3 separate regions of the Zea mays genome follow, and regions 1 and 3 are each linked to region 2. The links are chromatin contacts, called in public Hi-C maps. All regions are on one chromosome and are shown on one strand. The core of a region is the stretch at or near the end of the contact, and the rest is flanking DNA. Distances in the headings are between cores, read along the strand shown. Region 1 holds the start of LOC103626938 (anthocyanidin 5,3-O-glucosyltransferase). Region 2 holds the start of LOC100285857 (dynein light chain LC6, flagellar outer arm). Region 3 has its middle 75 kb from the start of LOC103626938.

The links. Hi-C and Micro-C count contacts between places; a contact is called where the count stands out from the background.
Region 1: a contact with region 2 is called in a Hi-C map of endosperm, with 2.3 times the contacts expected there. The contact joins the promoter of LOC103626938 here to the promoter of LOC100285857 in region 2. A contact is called at or near these places in 2 of 25 Hi-C or Micro-C datasets (bundle sheath and endosperm).
Region 3: a contact with region 2 is called in a Hi-C map of ear, with 2.0 times the contacts expected there. The contact joins the enhancer-like site here to the promoter of LOC100285857 in region 2. A contact is called at or near these places in 3 of 25 Hi-C or Micro-C datasets (bundle sheath, ear and tassel).

What each region holds. Positions count from the first base shown.
Region 1 is chr5:138,934,291-138,936,990 of Zm-B73-REFERENCE-NAM-5.0, reverse strand. LOC103626938 (anthocyanidin 5,3-O-glucosyltransferase) reads left to right here and starts at 1,407. Exons shown (of 1, transcript XM_008647299.4): 1 at 1,407-2,700. The coding sequence starts at 1,785.
Region 2 is chr5:139,160,340-139,163,039 of Zm-B73-REFERENCE-NAM-5.0, reverse strand. It overlaps LOC100285857 (dynein light chain LC6, flagellar outer arm), which reads right to left and starts at 1,312. Exons shown (of 2, transcript NM_001158747.2): 1 at 905-1,312; 2 at 399-739. The coding sequence starts at 1,042. The coding sequence ends at 566.
Region 3 is chr5:139,009,433-139,012,132 of Zm-B73-REFERENCE-NAM-5.0, reverse strand. No RefSeq gene overlaps it. Among protein-coding and RNA genes, the nearest start is that of LOC103626938, 75 kb to the right of the region's middle. Within about 2 kb of position 1,387, at least 16 of the 20 cell types and tissues checked have an H3K27ac peak or open chromatin away from gene starts, as enhancers often do. A contact at or near this core is called in bundle sheath, ear and tassel, where this site is marked.

The DNA.
Region 1 (2,700 bases), core at 158-2,657, 230 kb after region 2:
CCTCGCTCCCTTCGGAAGGCGAGCCTCTTCCTCATCCATAGTGTCAGTAAAGACAAGGAAATTTTGGAAACCCCACTGTAGTAGAATCCCCACAAAAACCTTTGAAATTTAGTTGAAGGCCAAAAGGAGAGCAATTTGTTGGTGTAAGGTGATGCACCTATGCCTAATGTCAGCAAAAAGGTCACAAACAAACCAAGGCAAGGGGATTTTCATCCTTAGTTGAAATAGTAGAGAAGAGGGAGGTGTCTCGAGAAGACGATGACGTCAAGGATGTTGGGGTGGGGAATTCTTCCCCTCCACGGAATTCTATATCAAAGTTTCCTTGGGTGCTAGGTAGCATTGATTGATAAGATTTTGGATTTGTGCCTTTGAGGCAGTAAATCGATCCCATTGTTGACGCATGTCAAGGTTCATTACCCGCTTACTACCACTGGCTGCAACGATGGACTAGGGAACCTTTAGGTGCCCTTCTTTAGGGCGGTTTTCTTTGGGTTACCATTTGTCTTGAAAGTGGTGGATGAAGAATTGATGAATAAATTGAGGGCATGAAAATATGAGAAGGTGGAAAGGGTGATGTTTGTTTGAGAGTGATGAGAAGACATTGTAGGGTTCCTCTGTTCCTAGCTTATATAGGTTAGGTACCATTGGGACGAGTCGCAAGCAGAAGCAAACAAAAAATGGCTCATTAATATTCCGACAAAAGTGTGTGGTCCCATACTTAGGTGGTATTTGGTTCCCACCTCATAAACTTTAGTCACTTTTTGTCCCTAAACTGGTAAATAGTATGACTAAACGAGGCCTCCCAAATAGTTCCTAAAGTTTAGGAGGGTGACTAAATAAACCAAACACCCCCTAAAAGTGACTAAAAGGATACCTTTTTACTATTTTAGTCACTTTACCTCTTCTTGTTTGGATCTTTAGCCCTAAAGTGACTAAACTTTAGTCAGTTTTGTTTTAGCTCCTTGGATCCAAATAGGCCCTTAGGCGGACAACCCAACTTAGTCCTCATATATTGCTTCAGAAGGGCTTTGATAGGGTTGACAATACAACTCTAAAACCGCTAGGACTCAAGATTGCCAAGTGCAAACCCTAGGATCCCTTGTGATCTCAAAGTACACCTCAAGTAACCAGTCCTAAGCTTAAGGGCTTGTTTGAATCTATGGTGCTAATGTTTAGCACTACACTTTTAGCTAGATTTTAGCATATAGAGATCCAAACCCGAGTGCTATAAGGTGCTAAAAGTGATATGCTAAACTTTAACAATACCTTCAAGGTATGTTAAAGTGAGCTAAAAGTGGTCTAGGACAAGGAAAATGATGTGCTAAGGCGAAAAAGATGCCTATAAAAATCAGACAAGTAAATGGTTTCTGAATGTGGGAGCTGGGAAATAGTTATGGAGTACCCCACATAGGGCCTTTAAGTCATATACGAAGATGCTAACTGGTTAATGAGCCACATGGGGTGGCTGATCTCAAGCTCAGCCAGCTTTCTTGTGTGGTCAACGTTGAAACCTACGCTCGTGGTAAATGGTTTCTAGAAAGTTAGCAAATCCAAACAGATCGGAAGCATCCTAGTGTGGAGTGTGGACCGCCAGCCAATAAGACTGGGCTTATCCCTAATCCCACGATAGATCATAGATGCCCTGGTCCCTCACTTTCACTAGCAAGAAAATTAATTAACAAGTCTACTGTACTATTTCTCCGGCAAGGCTCCACGGAGGTATAAGTTACGGCGAACCGCGTGCCGCGCCGCGCCGCGCCGGTAGTTCCACCTGAAAAGGAGACATGAAGCAGTCCGTCGTTCTTTACCCCAGCGCCGGCACCGGCCACGTCGTGCCGATGGCGGAGCTCGCCAAGGTCTTCATCAACCACGGCTTCGACGTCACCATGGTGGTTGTCCCTGAGTTCTCCAGCCAATTCAAGCGGGTCGCCGCGGCCAATCCGTCCATCTCTTTCCACGTCCTCCCGCCGGTCTCCCCGCCGCCTGCCGACGTCGCTGGCTCCGGCAAGCACCCGTTACTCTCCATGCTGAAGACGCTGCGACGGTACAACGAGGAGCTCGAGAGGTTCCTCTGCTCCGTGACCTCGCGGCAGCACCTGCACTCGCTGGTCATCGACATGTTCTGCGTCGACGCGATCGGCGTCGCCGCGAGGCTGGGCGTCCCCGCGTACACGTTTGCCCCGTCCAGCGCTTCAGCCCTGGCCGTTTTGACCCAGGTCCCCACGCTCCTGGCGAGTAGCCAGAGGGGTTTGAAGGAGCTCGGGGACACGCCCCTCGAGTTCCTCGGCGTTCCCCCCGTGCCGGCATCGCACCTGAACGCAGAGCTGCTGGAGCGGCCGGAGGAAGAGCTGTGCAGTACCGTGGCGAGCGTCTTCAGGCGCGGCATGGACACCAGGGGAGTTCTGGTGAACACTTTCCAGGCACTGGAAACCCGGGCGTTGCAGGCGCTCGGTGATCCCCGGTGTGTCCCGGGCAAGGCGGCGCTGCCTCCGATCTACTGCGTTGGGCCTTTAGTTGGCAACAGCGCACGGGATCCTCCTGCAAGAGCTGGTGAGAGGCATGATGAGTGCCTCAGATGGCTGGACGCCCAGCCGGAGCGCAGCGTTGTGTTCCTCTGCTTTGGGAGCATGGGTGCGTTCTCGCAGGAGCAGCTTAAGGAGATTGCCACTGGGCTGGACAAGTCCGGGCACCGGTTCCTGT
Region 2 (2,700 bases), core at 63-2,562:
TTGGCTTTCTGAACGGCGTCGGCAGGGCTCACCGTCTCGACAGCGCAGAAACAGGACGTCTCGCTCCATTGTGGAGAAGAAGAAACGAAAACAAAGACCCCGTTGTGGTGGGTCCCATCTTTCGCTTTTGCGACAGGGGAAAAAACGAAAAAAGAGCAGAGGATAATTATCACGCGACCGGACAGCTCACACACGTCGCCATCGTCCGGACATTACTGAATGTACTGAACGCACTGACCGACAAATTGAAGGTGTTTGTCAGGCAGACAGGCAGGCAGCAGCTACAATATCCCAAGATATTTCTAGATATCAAATCAGGCACGGCACGTCGGCGGCACTTGCACGACTGAGCGCTGGTAGAGTCGGTCGATGCGAAGAACGAACGGAGGCAGAGATGGTTCGACGAGGAACGAGCGAAGCATGGCGCGATGTATTTACACTACTACACGGGCTGCTGGCCGTACAGGGTCTGAGCTTCTGGACATTACAAATGGCATATATAGATATATATAGATACTAGCTAGCAGTACAAAGTGCACGGTGTGATGGACGGAGACTTGGTTGATTAGGAGGCGACGGCAGCGGCGGCGGCGGCTGCGACGACGGCGGCCTTGAAGAGGAGGAAGGAGAGGCGCTCCATGGAGAAGTAGATGAAGGTGCCGCTGCTGTGGGTGAAGAAGCACCCGAAGTTGGCGCCCACCACGCACTGCCACCCGACGCCGTACCGCTTGTCGAACTCCTGTGTTCGTCGGAACGGACGGGAGGCAAGGATCGATCAGGGTGTCAGCGCCAGCACCAAGTGTCCTCAGGAATGATTTGAATCGTGATCTCATCCATCAATTAAAAATGTGACACGAGGACGGCGGCAGAGCAGAGAGAGGAGAGGAGAGGAGAGAGAACGTGCCGTCTTGATGTGGCCGGCGATGGCGCGGCAGTCGGCGACGTCGAAGAGGTCGAGCGCGCGCGAGGCCGCGGAGGTCGCCGCGTCCTGCATCCGCGCCGGCATGTCCGTGTCCTCCACCCGCGCCCTCCCCTCCAGCATTTCTTCCCCTCTCGCACACGCTGCTACGGCTACGCCTACGCCTACGCTAGCTACGCGGGAGGACCCGGCTGGCTGGCTGGCTTCGTTTGTTTCTTGATTCCGTGGGGGCAGACGGCGGAAGGAATATAAATGGAGGGGAGAAAAGGTTCCCGATAGAAGGACAGGGCCGGAAGGGAACAACGGGAATCTGCGGGAGGGAGGAGACGAGGCGAGAGGGTGATGGGTGTGGGCCCGCTGCTATTATTGCTCCTCCTCCTCCCATTCCGGAATGCACTTGCGTGTCCGCTCTATCTCTATCTTATCTTGGCTTGGCTTGTCTTCTTCCTGCTCCGCCTCCGGGCGTCGTGTTGTGGCGCGCTGGGGCGAGCGTCGGCGGTCGCGACGGCCGCCGGCCATCCGAGCCAGAGGCTCGGCTCCTCCACGACCACGAGTCCGTCACGGGACCACGGAGGAAATGGGCTACCAAGGATTCCTTCCTTCCGTAGCGGCCGGTTGGCCCATCTGCCCAATCCTTTTCTCTAACAAAAGAAAAAAAAAGGCCCAATCTCTTGACTCCTCATCGTCTGTCCAATTTCCTTCCACGTAAAATGGTGTATGCGTTCGAATGAAATTGTAAGTAGTAGCCTTTTTTCTATTTATTTGAGGTACATGTTTCCCACTTTTTCTATTTTTAAAAAAGTGACAAAAAGGTAACTCAGATACTACTATTTAGATATACGTGTACGTGCCTTGATCCACACAGATCAGAATAGAGTGGCAGTACAACTTGGCTCATCAACACACGTAGGTTGAGTTTGAGATTGAGATCAACACACGTGTATCTAAAACAAAGCCATAATAATTTAAATGGACGGGTTACTATTTTAGTCGGATCATATTGTTGCGCGACCAAACTGTCGTACAGTTAAACTATCGAAAGTAATAAAAACAATTCTAAAACAAACATGGATGTACTTCATTATATACTCTATCAATTTATCAAATTTTAGATTTTAATTCATCCTATATTAAGAGATATGAAAAGAGGAAAATATATCCAATACAAAAAAATTAAGTTTTTCTAACGAACTCAAAACGAGATCGACTTTACTTTTGGGTTGCTAAGTAGAGCATTGGATAAACCAAAGCTGTCGCAGAACCTCCCAAGTTATCGGGTTTACATGCACCTGTCATTGTCTCAAAGACCTCAAACGGCTATGCATGTGCACCAAACAACTTAATAGAATCTCTCCGAGTGCCCCGAGGACCCTGGATAAACGACTTACCGCCAAGATCGCAGGATTAAGTAAACACAACTCACATACAAACACTTGCAGCGGAAATAAATTCTTTATTACAAAATAATTACAAGTTACAACATTTACAAGTTATAGGCATATTACAATATATCATCGGAGTGATTACAAGAGAAATTGATACAAAAGATTACAATTTGAATATATAAAACATTTATAAGTTTTAAAATACATGCTAGCTTAAGTGACAATCCTCAATAAAGAAGCTAAAGATGGGATATACTTATATAAGAAGGCCAAGCCCACCGGCACTTAGCACCATCCACAACAGAACAAACTTATAACCTGAAAAACAACAGGGAATAAAACCCTGAGTACGCAATTACTCAGCAAGACTTACCCGACTAAAGAAAAGACTCTCAA
Region 3 (2,700 bases), core at 138-2,637, 150 kb after region 2:
TCGTGCATAAATTGGAAATTAAGAGATTAAACTTGGTTAGATATGAATTTGAAACAAGAAGGGAATTTTCAATGAAACCACTTAGTCCTTCTATAAATAAATGATAAGAAGAATAAATAATAATAATAATAATAATAATAATAATAATAATAATAATAATAATATGGTCAATAGTGGAGATTATATTCACATTATTATCAATTTTAGCGCTTGGAAATTTGAGGTTTTAAAATGGGAGTTTAAATTGGATTTGGATATCTGAAATTAAAATAGAAAAGAAAAGAACAAATGGAAAACCTTACCTGGGCCTCAATCGCCAATTCAGCCCAATGCTTCATTCACCGCGCGTGGCCCACTCTGCCAGCATTCTTGCGCGCGTCACTAGCACTGACAGCCATGGCCCAGTGACCAGCCACACACAGACGCTCACACATACCGTGTTTCCATGGCATGTGGGCCCTACCCGACGAACACCCACCGCGCGTGCTAACGCCTTCTGTTACGCAGGGCCCTTTTCGTTAGTTGCCCAGGTGTCTGTGCGTGGCCGATTCCTTGCGCTCACAGTCACTGTGAGGCGGGTCCCGCGTGTCAGCGCTATTCCTTCTTCGCAACGACTAGCGCGGACGCCGCCGCTAATGCCGGGTTTGTGGGCGACCTCCCGCTCGTCCCAGACCCGGTCTCCTGGATATAAATAGGACTTCCCCGTGACCCGTTTCGGCACTCACGCTCAGCCGAGAGATCCCGTCGTATTCGCCAGAGGGGGGGGAGAAAGCGGGAGAGAGGGAATTTGGAGGCCCACCGCCGCTGTGGGACTTCATCACGCCGCTGCCGTCGACCTCCACGTTGCACTGTTGTATGGGCGAGTAAAGGCAGTGCTAGGGCTTCAGCATCGCGTAGCGTTGCTACGCATAATGTTGGCCAACGGGATAGCGGCCTCGTCCACGTGGAATTGCTCACCGGGATTCTCCTCCGTCGTGTCCGCGTGGACATCTCTGCGCTCACCTACTCCTCTAGTAATTTTCGCCGCCCCTGACTCTGCCATAATCCATACATTGGAATGAGCTAGTCGGTTCGAGCTCGCGTGGATGGGGTCGAGGGGTATGGGATCGCCGACAATGGCCACCGCCGCGGGCTGGTTTGCGCCGTCGCGTCGGGGTCCGATTGGGGAGAAGAGTGCCCAACCGTTTGATCGGGTTTTGACGATTGGGATTTAATCCAGGTGCTGGTTGGCGCGGTTGATATCGGCATCATTGGTTATAGAGCAAACGACTAGGATTGAAAGCGCATACCCTTTTGCGGGATTTGATCCGTGGCCGTAGATCAGAGATCCAAAGGCTAGAGCGGTTTTAGGCAGGTGAGCGATTCTGGACCGTTGATCCTCGATCATGTGGTCGTCTTTGCGCGCCAGCTCGGGGGAATCGCGATCTAATCAAGCGCGTCAGAATCTGATCGGACGGTGGATATCGTCGCGTACCCTTTCGGCCGGGGAGTTTTACTTAAGAGCCCTCGGATTTTAATGGAATCAACCCGCCATCCACCACGGGGTAGATCTGTGTCTTGGAACTTTTCGCGCATTAACCTCTGAACTTTCCTGTAATTGAGGCCCAGCTAGAGAATTTTAAAATCTAGAAAAAGGGATTATAAAATGATTTTTAATGCAAAAATAAAGGCTAGAATTTGTTTAATTCATAGAAAATGCATACTTAGTCCAAATTAATTAATTCCAATTCCTATAATTTTATAATATTATTGTTTATCAAATAGTGCCACTGATTTGACATGAAAGCCATTTTAAAATTTATTTCCTAATTAATCTTAAATCAAGTACATAAAACCTTAGGAAATTCATAACTCCTCCATTTTAACTCCAATTTGATCCGTTCAAGTTGCGTTAGTCTCGTATAAATATTTACTATGCAATAACAACATTTATTATACCATTTCTCATTATTTTATGATTAGATCTTTACTTAACTCATGTTGGTTAATTTATAACTTAGATTAAAGCTGAGATAATTATTTATATAATAACCACTCATATGATTTACACTAACCAATTTATAATATAGTTTAATATTTTAATCACATAGATCCTCTATAGAATCATAACTCCTTGACCACGACTCCGATCTTAGCAGTTCTCGATCCCACGATCTCGTAGCAACGTGTAGATTATTATTATTCGGTTTGTACTTATGTTTGGTGTGATGTTAATTTTGTCTATACCAAGTTTGTTTGTGTTGCTACGACTAGCAGTGAGGTTTCGAGGATTTGAAGAATCACCCTGGTACCTAGAATTCTAAAGTGCCAGGCAAGTTGTGCCCTTGACCACTTTTATTACCCAATAATGTTATTTAATATCACTTATACATGCATAGGTTTAAATTTGATGGGACCCAATAGGTCACCCTAGTCTGTTTATCCTTTTTACATTGTTTACCGCTGAATTACTTGGGTAGTTTTGCTATTTCTTTATATGGTTTTGGGTTAATATTTTATTATATCCATGTTCCAATTATTCTGTTATTTTATTTATGTTCATGTCAAGATCATTATTGTTAATTGGAACATGGAGCTTAACTTGAGAAACACGTGCCACCGCAAGGGAGGAATGGGACCCCTTGGCTAACTAATTAGGAAAGCTAGTGGAATACTTCCTTACCCGAAAGGGGCAAGGGCAGTAGGGGACTTGCATGCAAG